Linked DNA regions of Zea mays: region 2 is linked to region 1. The links are chromatin contacts, called in public Hi-C maps. All regions are on one chromosome and are shown on one strand. Each heading gives the region's core, a stretch centred on a gene start, on an enhancer-like site or on the middle of the called end of the contact. The rest is flanking DNA. Distances are from core to core; before and after follow the strand shown. Region 1 holds the start of LOC100283766. Region 2 holds the start of LOC100304244.

What was found. Hi-C and Micro-C count contacts between places; a contact is called where the count stands out from the background.
Region 2: a contact with region 1 is called in a Hi-C map of ear, with 2.8 times the contacts expected there. The contact joins the promoter of LOC100304244 here to the promoter of LOC100283766 in region 1. A contact is called at or near these places in 5 of 25 Hi-C or Micro-C datasets (ear, leaf, leaf mesophyll and 1 more).

The regions. Positions count from the first base shown.
Region 1 is chr9:146,469,825-146,476,180 of Zm-B73-REFERENCE-NAM-5.0, forward strand. It overlaps LOC100283766, which reads left to right and starts at 3,151. Exons shown (of 1, transcript NM_001156665.2): 1 at 3,151-3,989. The coding sequence starts at 3,244. The coding sequence ends at 3,735. It overlaps LOC100281527, which reads right to left. Exons shown (of 14, transcript NM_001154445.2): 11 at 6,194-6,356; 12 at 5,125-5,370; 13 at 4,844-4,977; 14 at 4,279-4,710. The coding sequence ends at 4,498.
Region 2 is chr9:146,906,275-146,912,630 of Zm-B73-REFERENCE-NAM-5.0, forward strand. It overlaps LOC100304244, which reads left to right and starts at 3,270. Exons shown (of 1, transcript NM_001165689.1): 1 at 3,270-4,948. The coding sequence starts at 3,364. The coding sequence ends at 4,797. LOC111590112 (a long non-coding RNA gene) reads left to right here and starts at 1,227. Exons shown (of 2, transcript XR_002749197.2): 1 at 1,227-1,381; 2 at 1,569-1,797.

The DNA.
Region 1 (6,356 bases), core at 1,901-4,400:
TGGGGGGTTTGATCCTGTCATCGTCTGCGGGCTGCCACCTAGGTTGCTTGTTGCTGCGACGGCTAGCTTAACGGCCATGGCTACAAGCCCACAACCACTCTGTCCTAATCACTGTTGAGATCGACCTCGACCGCGCGCGCTCCACAGACTACAGGTGTCCGGCTGGGCATGCGAGACCCAGCAGGGATCAATCAGACCGACATTCCTCACTCATCGATCGAGGGCACTGACTCAAGTGGTGTGGTGGGTGGTTCCGGTGGTCACGTCGGCGTGGAGATGTGGGACGACCTGCCTGCAGGAATTCCGGTTTGGTGACAGTTGCTGCCTGCGTTAGCTGCCCGCGATCCAGGCACAGAAAACACGGTGCGTGCCCGGCACTTTGGAGCTGTAAAGCGAGGCCTCTATATGCGCCGGCCGGCGCGAGCTCAGGTGGGGGGAAGATGGTCAGATGGCTGGCCGCGTTTTCGCCACGGACAGACTCTGATCCACACGGCGACGATGAATTTTCGTGAACGATCGAGGGAAGCTCACGTTCCTGTTACTTTAGTTCCACAATCTGCGGCGAAAACCAGTGCTGGTGGAAAGGAAGGACATACGGAACGTGGGGTGGGGAAACGGCGATTTCTTGGTGCTCTCAAGTCTCATCTGCCTTCGAGCGGCGAGGCCTGTATTTTTGTTTTCTCCCTCTCCCGCACCGCTAGTCCACTACTGACCGAAATGCCGGTCTGGACTGGATCCACACTGGCGTGGCGTGTTTTCGGCATCGACCTGTAGTACGGGTACGGCATGACGTTTCCTAGGACGACTGGCGCAGAAAGCGACGGCACCAACACACGTTGATTCCTAAACCATCAGCCATCGGGTGAATCAGAAACACTGTCAAACAAACAGGTGTGCTTCGAAGATTCCGTAGCTCGTGAAAAAAAAGAACAAGACAAGCGGAGAGTTCTCTCTTCTCAGCGAGACTGGGCATTTGTCTGTACCTGTGACAACACAACACAGCTACAAAGAGCTGTGTCCGAAGCCAGGGGACCCTGTGCTTCACACACTGCTTCCCGATCGGTAGCCACCAAAAGACGGCTGGCTGGGTGGGCTGGGACGGAGACAAACTCGCAGAAAGAGGACAGGTTCGTTGGACATGTCGTCGTCGACGAGTCGGTGTGAAGACGTACACAACGTGACAGTGTGAGTATGTATCGTTTAGGTTGCATTGGAATGCTCGGTGAGCAAATTACTGCGCGGACCCTTGTACCCTACAGATGTTAGCGGGAAGCTGTCTGTGTCATTCAGATGATGAGAATTCAGATCGAATGACGGAATGTAGCGTTAGACTTCCTTCCGTCTCCTTTTTCTTTTGGAACGAGCTTTCAGTCTATTTAATCGTTTAATGTGACTCCTGTACACCATTAAATCGCTCTGCCTAGAAATGGTGGGAGATGTAGTTGCGAACTGAAATCTTCTCATTCTGTGCTCTTGACTCTGGAGTGTTGTGTATCCTCTATGGTCGGTCATCAGTGATTGGATTGAGCTTAACCTAACTATCCATCTCCTTAAACCGGATTCTTGATTGGGAGGGTTCATGCTAACCTCGGTTGGAATCTCTCCCGATCACACGACGCTATATAAAGAATTAAAGGGTCGCAGGAAAAGCCAACACTAGTACCATACCCTAAACTCTAATCCACACATAGACCCCCATCGCCTAAACGTTGGAGTGACTAGAAGAGCGACAACCAACAAAGGATCGTATCACAATGCCTGCTGTTTCTCTGTAGTCAGGTTGTGCTTAGCTTCAGACTTCGGCTCACGGATGGGCACGCGGTGCGGCCTGTCATTTATCTGTATCTTGCTTCGGTCCGATTAAATCAGCACGGTCTATAACGGATTTGGGTCGTGCTGGCCGGACATGACCTATTGGCCACATATGTCTCTAGAAGAGCTATGGTCTAATTATTTGCTTAGTAAACTTGTACAATATCATAGTGTTTGGTTGTGATGATAGACAAGCCATGTTCAATAAAATTTTAGTTGTTTATAAGAGCACTAAAAATTGCTAAACACCTAGTATTTACTGCCTTGCTGGTACTATGTTACTTCATATTTTATTTTGTGTTTATGTACAAGTGAGGGGTTGTTAGCTCGACATTCACATTTATCTAATCAAAATAACACATATATTTTTTGTGCAAAAAGCCTTAACAATACGCGAGAGCATAGGACTAGTATAAATGTAAAGTGAGACACGGTAAAAATAATGACAGAACTAACCCTTCGTTCGTACGACTTATTCCGCGTGATTGGTAGACTGCATGACTATAGAAGTTGCGCCCGCGGATACGTAAAGTTGTATTTGTTTGGTTCGCTTCTTTATACATCCAAGTTCCACACATGCAAGAAAACGGGCGCAGCCAGGCCCGCGAGGAACGCTCCAAGCGAGCGTACGCCGACATGCATGCTCATGGTATGCAACGACACAGTTCACGAGAAACAGTTTTAGATAGTTTTTTTGTTATATCTTGCAATTTAAAAATATGATCACCCAACCGATTTTATATTTATGTTTTTGAGATTTTTAGGAACAAAACTAGACCACTCATGCTACATAATATTTGAAGGTTTTTTATATACTCTTCTCTAATAAGACATATTTTAGTGCAACCAACCAAACAAAGTCTGTATCTGTTCTGCATGAGTCGATACAAATAACCAAACAAAAGCATCTGCATAAATTTACCCTGGTTCCACTAATACTAGCTAGACTCATACCATCCTGGCTCCGCTTATACGATATCCAAACACACGGATTATGTCTCGTGCGAGAAAGTACTGGTGGCCACTGGATTTGGAAAACTGGGCCACAAATGCAAAACGGTTGGGCCAACCGTGATAGTCGAACAAGGGAATTCACTCACTCCACGAACAAGAGATTGTCGAAGATTCCAGATCAATCTAGCAGGTCAAGTTTGTTGGATGGGAAGTCTGAGTGAATTCTGGTTCTGGCCCAATCGTGAAATCTAGTAACTTCTAGCCCACCCTGGGGCACACAAGACGAGAAACATCCGGAAGCCCACAGGCCACAGGCAGGCCCTCCCATCGCTCGTTATAAATTGAGCCGCTCCCGCGTCGACGCTCCTCATCAGAAGCTAGAAGCCTAGAGCAGCCAAGAAAAGCACATACCCGAGTCGCCGAAACAACAACAATCCCAATCCCCCCTCGTCACTCAAAACTCGAGCTCGAGCAACAATGTCGCTGATTCGCCGTGGAAGCGCATTCGACCCCTTCTCCCTCGACCTCTGGGACCCCTTCCAGGGCTTATTTCCCTTCGGCTCTGGAAGCAGCAGCAGCAGCAGCCTGTTCCCCTCGTTCGGAGGCACCACCACCAGCTCGGAGACGGCCGCCTTCGCCGGCGCTCGCGTCGACTGGAAGGAGACGCCGGAGGCGCACGTGTTCAAGACCGACGTGCCGGGGCTGAAGAAGGAGGAGGTGAAGGTGGAGCTGGAGGACGGCAACGTGCTCCAGATCAGCGGCGAGCGCTGCAAGGAGCAGGAGGAGAAGACGGACACCTGGCACCGCGTGGAGCGCAGCAGCGGCAAGTTCCTGCGCAGGTTCCGCCTGACGGAGAACGCCAGGACGGAGCAGATCAGTGCGTCCATGGAGAACGGCGTGCTCACCGTCACCGTGCCTAAGGAGGAGGCCAAGAAGGCCGACGTCAAGTCTATCCAGATCTCCGGCTAGTATGCTCAAGCCCACAACCGATGGTGTGCCGTCTTCGTCTTAGTGTTGATCGATCGGGTAGTTCTTCACATGCCGGGTGTCCATAAAATGCCAGCGTCCGTGTAACTGTGTTGTACCGGTATCATGGCTGTCTTGAGTAGCGTGTGTTGTGGCTACTGTGTTCCGAACGATATTGAAGTCTCATCCGTCGTGTATCAGTGCCGTCTGTAACGAACCCAGTTTTAAAGCATTTCGAAGTTGAGTTGTTTGGTTCTAAAGTTTGGTGTATGTATTATGTTTGAACGCCAATTAACAGTATTAAATATAATCTAATTATAAAATAGCCAATTAACAGTATTAAATATAATCTAATTAGAAAATAATTAGATAGTTGAAAACTAAACTAAGAAACAAATTCATTAAATCTAATTTATTGTAGATTAATTAGGTTTAATATACTCATCTTACTGCTTAGTTTTTGTGTGTGTAATTGGGTTATCATCCGATTTGATGAGACTAAAATTTAACCTTCGGAACCAAACAACCCCAAAAGATCAATGTTTTAAACACACACTGGTAAGTTCTCTCTTATTAAATCAGCACATAGCCAACTTGTAGCATGACAGATAAACACAGACGCAAAAATGTCACCCGTTGAACCAGCCGATTGGAGGAGACCAAACAAACACCGCGGCAATGCATTTACACAATATCTGCAAAGAATAAAGGAATGCGCCTCCACGGGAAACTAGCGGCACCACTGTGGCTTGTCCGTCCAGGAGGCTACTCTGAATCGTAGAAGTCGCTAGGGCACGGCGTAACTACATCCGACTCCAGCATCTGTACCACCCTGTGCATCGTCGGCCGCTCCTCCGGCAAAGAGCTGACACACTGCTTGGCGAGAGAGAGCAGAGCGTCCAAGGTCTCGGTGTGCACTCCTTCACAATTCAGATCGACGATTTCCCTCTCCCGGTTCTCGCCAGCCAGAAAATTTAACTGCCAAAACGACAAGATGATCCTTTCCTTTCAGGTTACCCCAACTCGATAGAAGGTCACACGCTTAGAATTAAAATAATGGAGCCCTTATGACAAGGGTGCATATCAAAGGGAAGGTCATAACAGGACATACCCATCCAACAATGTTTAATCCCTTCTCAATGAAGGATGCATCCGTAGGCCGCTTTCCGCTGAGTATTTCAAGTACCAGAACCCCAAAACTGTAGACATCGGTCTTCTCGGTGGCTCTGCCAAACTGCATATACTCTGTGGAGTTGGATTTTGTTGATGTTAGCTCAGAGCATTAGCAGTGATATTTTAGCAACCAGAGAAAGTCCGATGCGGTAATTAAAGAGTAAACAGAAGTTCATTTCTTTTTTCCCCTCTGGATGTAGCAGAACGACTTCCACATACCTGGCGCAAGATAACCAAATGTTCCTGCAACTATTGTAGTGATATGGGATTCTTCGTCCTCTAAAAGCTTTGCAAGTCCAAAGTCTGATACGCGGGCCTCAAAACTGCCGTCAAGCAAGATGTTGCTCGACTTGATATCACGATGTATTATTCGAGGCGAACAATCGTGATGCAAGTAAGACAAGCCTTTTGCAGCTCCAAGTATGATGTTAATACGTGCATCCCAATCCAACTGTTCAGACTTTTCTGCAAAGATTTACGGACAAAAACAAAGCAAGGAGTAAACATAAAATATTAATGCTATTTTGCACTGTGTCGGATCAAGAAAAAAAATGTGTGAATCCTAAAAGATTCGTTGAGACTGGCTGCAAAATTCTCTAAGCACTAGAAGGACGCCTTGCACATTGCTGTAGGGATCACAGAAGTTATGCAGGAGCATTATTTAAATTAAAAAGTGTATGATTGTGATGACTATTTTGGTGGAGTAACAAATTTATGATGAGAAATGAGAAGTGCATTAAAATTTGCATTTAAATAGACAATACTCTCAAGTGACAGTATTCGTGGAAAAAAATTACCGTTTCCATTGACTGGGCTTGTGAATCTAAGAGATGGGATGACATTGGACTTGGACGGATGGAATTTGTACTTGTAGTGACAAGTGGACAACAACAAATGTGGGATGGTGTGGATAGCTTGCATGAAGAGATAGAATATCATAAATGCATGCTAGTGGGTTTTGTTTTATAAGGGCTATAGATAACCTCAAAAGAGAACAGGGATTTGGTGTGCTCCAAAAATATTTTCAACCTTTAGATCATTGCCCTATATCAGAATCAATTGCAAGTGTGACCTAGCATCTCATACTCTCATGTGCCCATAATAGCTATGCCCACAATATCAAGAAGCCTTATTGTTATTCACATTGAACAAAAACATGATATACTTGTCATAGTGGCAAAAGGACTGGTAACAAGCTTGTTAATGTGTTTATTTAAAAAAAAGCAATTAAAGATGAAAAGATAAATGCAATCAAGATGTATGCTGATAAACAAAAATGACACTTTACCATGCAGCACTTCATCCAGGCTTCCACCTTGAAGATAATCATATATCAAAAGTTTTGATGAAGGAGAGTTGCAATAACCACGAAGATTGACCAAGTAACGATGTTTAACACTTCCCAATATCTCAAGTTCTCTATCAAAGAACCGATCTAGCCCTTCATTTGT
Region 2 (6,356 bases), core at 2,020-4,519, 440 kb after region 1:
CTCGGAAGACAGACTCGACCTCGACCTCGGAGGAGCCTCCACATCGCCCAACCTAGGGCACGGACCGACCACGTCAACAGGGGGCGCCATCATTACCCTACCCCAAGCTGACTCAGGCTACGGGAAACAAGACCGGCGTCCCATCTGGCTCGCTCCGCCAAACAAGCAATGATGGCGCCCCACACGCTCTATGACGACGGCGGCTCTCAGCCCCCTTACGGAAGCAAGAGGACGTCAGCAAGGACTCGACAGCTCCGACAGCTGTCCCTCCGCCAAGCTTCAGCGGTCCTCCGACGGCCACGACACCACACGAACCGGGTGCCAAAACCTCTCCGGCTGCCACGATGGCATGTACTTAGGGCGCTAGCTCTCCTCCGCTAGACACGTTAGCACTCTGCTACACCCCCAATGTACACCTGGATCCTCTCCTTACGCCTATAAAAGGAAGGACCAGGGCCCTCTTACAGAGGGTTGGCCGCGCGGGGAGGAGGACGGGACAGGCGCTCGCGTGAGGCCGCTTGCTCCCTCTCCCACGTGGATGCTTGTAACCCCCTACTGCAAGCGCACCCGACCTGGGCGCGGGACAAGAACACGAAGGCCGTGGGATTTCCACCTCCCTCTCTCGCTCCGGCTGCCCTTTCTTCCCCCCTTCGCGCTCCGTCTCGCGCCGACCCATCTGGGCTGGGGCACGCGGCGACATTTCACTCGTCGGCCCAGGGACCCCCCGGTCTCGAAACGCCGACATTATTAGATTAACCAATAGGACTGACATATTATGTGTCGTTTCTATATGTGAAAATTATATTAAAAAAGGTTCTCATAATTTTTGCATTTTTCCATTGGTAACTTTTTTAAGAACTTGCATGGTTTTTGTAGACTATCTATAGGTTTTACAGAACTTTATGGCAGCAAGTTCCCATGTGTATAAGTGTTTGGATCATCTCTTCTGCATTTTAATCTAATTCTCGTTATGATACCTCCCAAATTTTAGGCTTGTGATCTGAGTCTTGGGTGTTGAGACTTGAATACTATTTTCATCTTGCACCATAAAGCATCTTGTAATCTGAATTTGCTAAGGTTTCATGGACCATAATTTCATTCTTAAGGAATGAATGGTTTGCAGTGTTATCTTTAGCATCCGAGAAGCATAAGAAATATTTTCTCCCTGTTGTGAATGAACTGTATATTTGCTTATAAAATCTCTCTTGGTGTTATGTACGTATGTACGAAGACCCTTTTATTAACATTCTGCTGTTTTATCGGCCCGATACATGTTGATTGACATATGATACCATTTATCTCAGTTGGCAAGACATGACATTGGCGCTTGATCAAAAGCGATGGAAGAAAGCTATTGAGAAAAAGCAACAGCGAGCTTAAGGTGAGCATATGTCATGTTCTAACTTTTTTTATAAAAGGGTCAGGTTCTAACTTGCTTATGCTTACAGGTCAACTAAATTGGCTTTTTTATCAGATGATGACAGTTGACATCGACCGTGTCATGTTCTAACTTTTTTTATAAAAGGGTCAGGTTCTAACTTGCTTATGCTTCCTCCTGTTTGCTACAGCTCATTATTCTTTCCTGCCCCTTGGGCCCCAGTTGGATGAGCATGTGTCTGGTCATCAATTCTGGCGCATGAAGTTTCAGAGTTTTCTATCTCTACACATAATGTATTGACTGAGGTTCTACTTTTGGTTTCCCTATGTAGCGTTAGAGCACTGTGAAAACGAATGAATTATGTTAAACTGCCCCCAATTTTTATGTTTGCTACATCCCAGATCCTCACATGACATTCATAATGATTCGTCTGTTCTTGAAATCTTTATTATCCTTTTTAACATGCTACTCCATCCGTTCCAAACTATAGTTCTTTCTGGCTTTTCTAGGTACGTAGCTTTTGCTACACATTTAGATATATATAGCTTTTAGTATGTATCTAGAAAAGCTAAAAGAACTTGTAATTTGGAACATAGGGGAGTACATGTTATCTTGCATATGCAGCATTGGTGTGATTGTGTACTCCAAATGAACTCAAACCCCTGGTATAGTATATAGTCGAACAATCTCAAGTTTAGCCAGGTTGATATAAAACAATATAAAAAATTTGAGGGTTTCTTCAGGCTAGGATTTAAGGGTTTTCTTATTTTTTTAATGTTTTAACAGATGAGATAGGTGCAGGTTCCAGCATGTCCTCGTTTTTTGTGACCACATACCTTCACGGTTCATGATGCATCATACCATCTCTTGATCGTACCGCAGGTACATTCAAGGTGCTCCTCTTCTGGGGAACTCCGCAGCTGCTTCTGATGAGATCCTCGCAGTTGACACTCCTTCAGAAGGAGGCGATGCTGTTATTGTCAGTAGCAGTGACAATTCTACATCTACTCCATCAGCTGTCTCGTGGCGAGCCCGGTTCGTTGGGCAAGGTTACAAGCAGGTAAAACACATCATTTCCCGTGGTTAAGGGAGGGTTTTATGGTTCAGTTGAGACAGTTTGCGGATCAAGTGTGAAGCAAAACCATTTGACATCAGATTCACGACCAGGTTTGTGGGCGAGCAGATGTGTGGGGTGACGGCGTTGTTCCTGAGATGGCAGCGCATCTGGACTACTTATCTATTAATTTCTTGAGAATTAAAGCAGGAGGTCTTGAATATTTGTCCTTAACAGTTTATATTGTCAGTTTTACAAGAGTAGATATCTCATTACAGATATCTCATTACACTGGTTGTTGTTCTTGGATTTGAAATTTCTGTTGGAGTTGTTGTCTGGAAATGATAAGAAAATATATATGTTGCTTATGTAAAGGAGAAGTGTAGAACAAAAAGGTCTCGACTTATAGTGAGTTCGTTTTCCCACTGTTCTGTAATCTTTCAGTTGGTTTGACCACGGTTGAAGGAATCTGATACTGCTACCGAGACATGAGAGACTATGCACGAGACATGTAAATTAATAAGACTCATACAAGCGCGGAACAGTGTGCTGATGGGGCATAAGGGTAACACATGCTCAGGTCTTAACATATTTGGTTTTCGAGTAAACTTTCTCTAGACCCCCAAGGAAATATAAGATCCGATTAGATATGTGTCGATGCCCATCCCAGCGTACTCCCGTTGCAACGCACGGGTCTAATTAATAGAGAAGAGGATTTGAATATGGCTCAATTTGTTTGTTTGTGTTGTTACCCCATCATGGGCCTATGGGGATTGGGCTGCCTGATCGTCCTGAAATAGTCCCAACACCGTGTCTGATTCATCATCACACTCTGCACGGCTGGAGTCTGAAGAGAGGTCGTCGTCTCGTTGGACAGCCGAACAACAGCCAGCAGTCCACATCAAGGTTCCTGAGTCTGCACTCTGCAGCCATGGGAACCATCGTCCACGGCGGGCGGAGCGGCATGATGAAGCAGCTCAACGTGGGGGGCAAGCTCTTCTCGCTGGAGGCAAGCTCCCTTTCCCTCCCCATGTCTATCGGTTCCCCTTCCCCTACCCCAACATTCGTGGACCGCGACCCAGCCCTCCTATCCGCCGTCCTCGCTGCCATCCGCTCCCCGTCCACCGCAGCGCCCGACTTCCCCGCGCGCGTCCTCCTCGACGAGGCCAACTTCTACGGCCTGCACGCCCAGCTCCTCGCTGCGCTATCTCCGCCGCCGCTCCGCGGCTTCTCAGCCTCCCTCGCCTCCACCCTCTGCCCCTCCTCCGAGCCCTTCTCCACCGCCCTTGCGCCGCACCACGACGGGTCACTATGCCTCGCCCATGGCGCCGGGCTGGTCACCTATTACTCCCCAGCGCTGGATCACCGCGCCACCATTCGGACCCACCTCCACCGCGTCACCTCCCTCCTGCAGCTGCCCTCCAGTCTCGCCGTCCTTGGGTCTGACTCCGCTCCTGGGCTTCACGTGTACGACTTTCTCGATGGCAAACATGTCGCCTCCGTTCAGTGGTCGGATCCCACTGACACTCGCACCAGCAAGGCGAAGGTCGTCGCCATTGCGGCCCGTCCTCCAGCTGATGCCGCCGATAAGAATTCACCGATCTTGGCAACGTTTGAGTGCCCTCATCGGGAAAACTGCATCATGGCTGTTGACCCTGTAACTCTGAAGCCTACACAGGAGATTGGCCGGCAAAGTGGTAGTGCGGCTAAGTCATCGGCACCAGGTCGAGTGGTGCACCTGCAGGCACTTGGTCTGGTGTTTGCGTCATTCGTTAGTTCCGGGGCATTTGGCTACTCTGGCTATATGAGGCTATGGGACATTCGGTCTGGGAATGTGGTGTGGGAGACAAGCGAGCCAGGGGGAGCTGGAAGAAGCAGTAGGTTTGGGGATCCATTTGCAGATGCAGATGTGGATGTGAAGCAGCAGGCAATATACAAGGTTTGCTCAAAGTCAGGAGATTTAGCAGTGGCAGACCTGAGATGCCTTGGCGATGACCCCTGGGTGTATATGTCATCAGGACCACGAGGGAGCGCAGGAGGCTATGGCAGTGTTCTGTGCTGTCACCGCTCTCAAGTTTTTGTCAGCCGAAAGGATGGATTGGAGGTTTGGTCCCGACTGGAAGAGCACCGCCACAACACAGGGGAATTGACAGAGCAATCAGGAGTAAAGGAAAGACCCAAAAATGAAGGAATTGATGACAGATTTTATAGGAGTTGCTATGTGGACACAGAAAAGGATGCTAAGCGTGGGATGATACAGATGATTGAAGGGGGTGGAGACCGCTTGTTTGTGACAAGAGAAGAGATGCAAGGTGTGCAAGTGTGGGAGACCTCCCACCTTGCTGGTTCTACTTCTCTCTCGTAGCTTTATTCTCTTGTGCACATGGAGTGACCATTCAGTAGGTCTACCAAGAGAATTGAAATTGCATGATGCCAATATTGTTCTTGGTTCATGGCTTCATGCATAATTTGACATTGAACAAATATGTGTTTTATGTAGTCTTGGCTCTCAAGATATATCATGTATCACATGTCTTGCTTCTGCATATGCATGTCATGGTAAATGCTGAGAATAGAAAGACACAATCTTCTTTGATGTAAAACTATTTTCTTAATATCTTAGCACGAATATTTTAGCTTCTACAGTATCATTTGTGCAGAAGTTATTTCAGTGACAGTTTTAATGGTATGCTTTCCACTTTTAATGGAAAGGACATACAAGGCAACTCCCTCTGTTATTAGTAGTATTTTTAATGGTATCCTCAAAGTTATTTTTAATAGTATATTTAATCATCCCTGTTGTTACATTTTATTAGTAGTATTTTTCTAAGGATAAATAGGGAAAAAGGTTACTCCCTCTGTTTTTAAATATATGGCATCTTCGTTATTTCCAATTTGTCTTTTCTATACACTTTTGAGTTTTGAGTGAAAGGACATACAAGGTATGCTCAAAGTTATTTCAGTGACAGTTTTAATGGTATGCTTTCCATTTTAGTAGTTAAATAATTAAATAAATTTGTTGGTCAAAGTTTGAGAAAAAAGGTCAATGATACATGGAGCTCTAAAGAATAATGATGCAGTGAATCTTAAAATAAAAGGAGTAATCCTGAGCTGAGAGTATAATATCAACTTATTATTCTAATCTTGTTAAATGCACCAGAACAACTTATTTTCTGGCATGGAAGTAACCTCTTGCTATCCTTGTCTTTAAAAGGCTATTGGTTAGGACTGAGAAGAGTAAAATAATAGTCCAGGTACTTGATATTTCATATTTCAAACAATAAATTAAAATATCCTAATCCGTTGGGCATAACCATATAGGAAGTGTTTGGGTAGACTGGTAGAGACATTACCCCATCTAGATGATTTATCTCTTCTATATCATATGCATTTCATTCTAGTTGTAGTGTATCTTTTGAAGAAACTGCTGCGATTTCTTTGAAAGATGATGCTGTGGCAACTGCTTCAGTGAAGTCACCACGAGCAGGTTGGTTACTAACTGTTCCCTTTTCATCATCTTGGGCAATCTCATTATCAGATAACTTACGGCTCTTCTATCGGTGTATCTTGCTAATCATAAGGAAATAAATGTGTCACCTAAAATTCGTGATTGGTGTCTCCCTATGTATACAGTGTTCAACCTCACTTGTGAGCTGCGACCTTTTCATTGTTGGAGTAGGACTTTCAAAGTGCAAATCCAACCCTAGATTGTTTTTATCTACAAATTCGTATGCTTGAGCACCTATCCTTCATTTGTTTTGAGCTTGCTGAAATTCATATATGTGTAGTAAATTGTGTTCTACACTGACCATAGTGTACAAGTTCATATGAATTATCCAATAAACTAGGATTGTTTCTTATGAGAAATTTCATAACTCAAAGTTCATTAATTACACCCCCACCAAGAAATAAAGTTCTATTCAT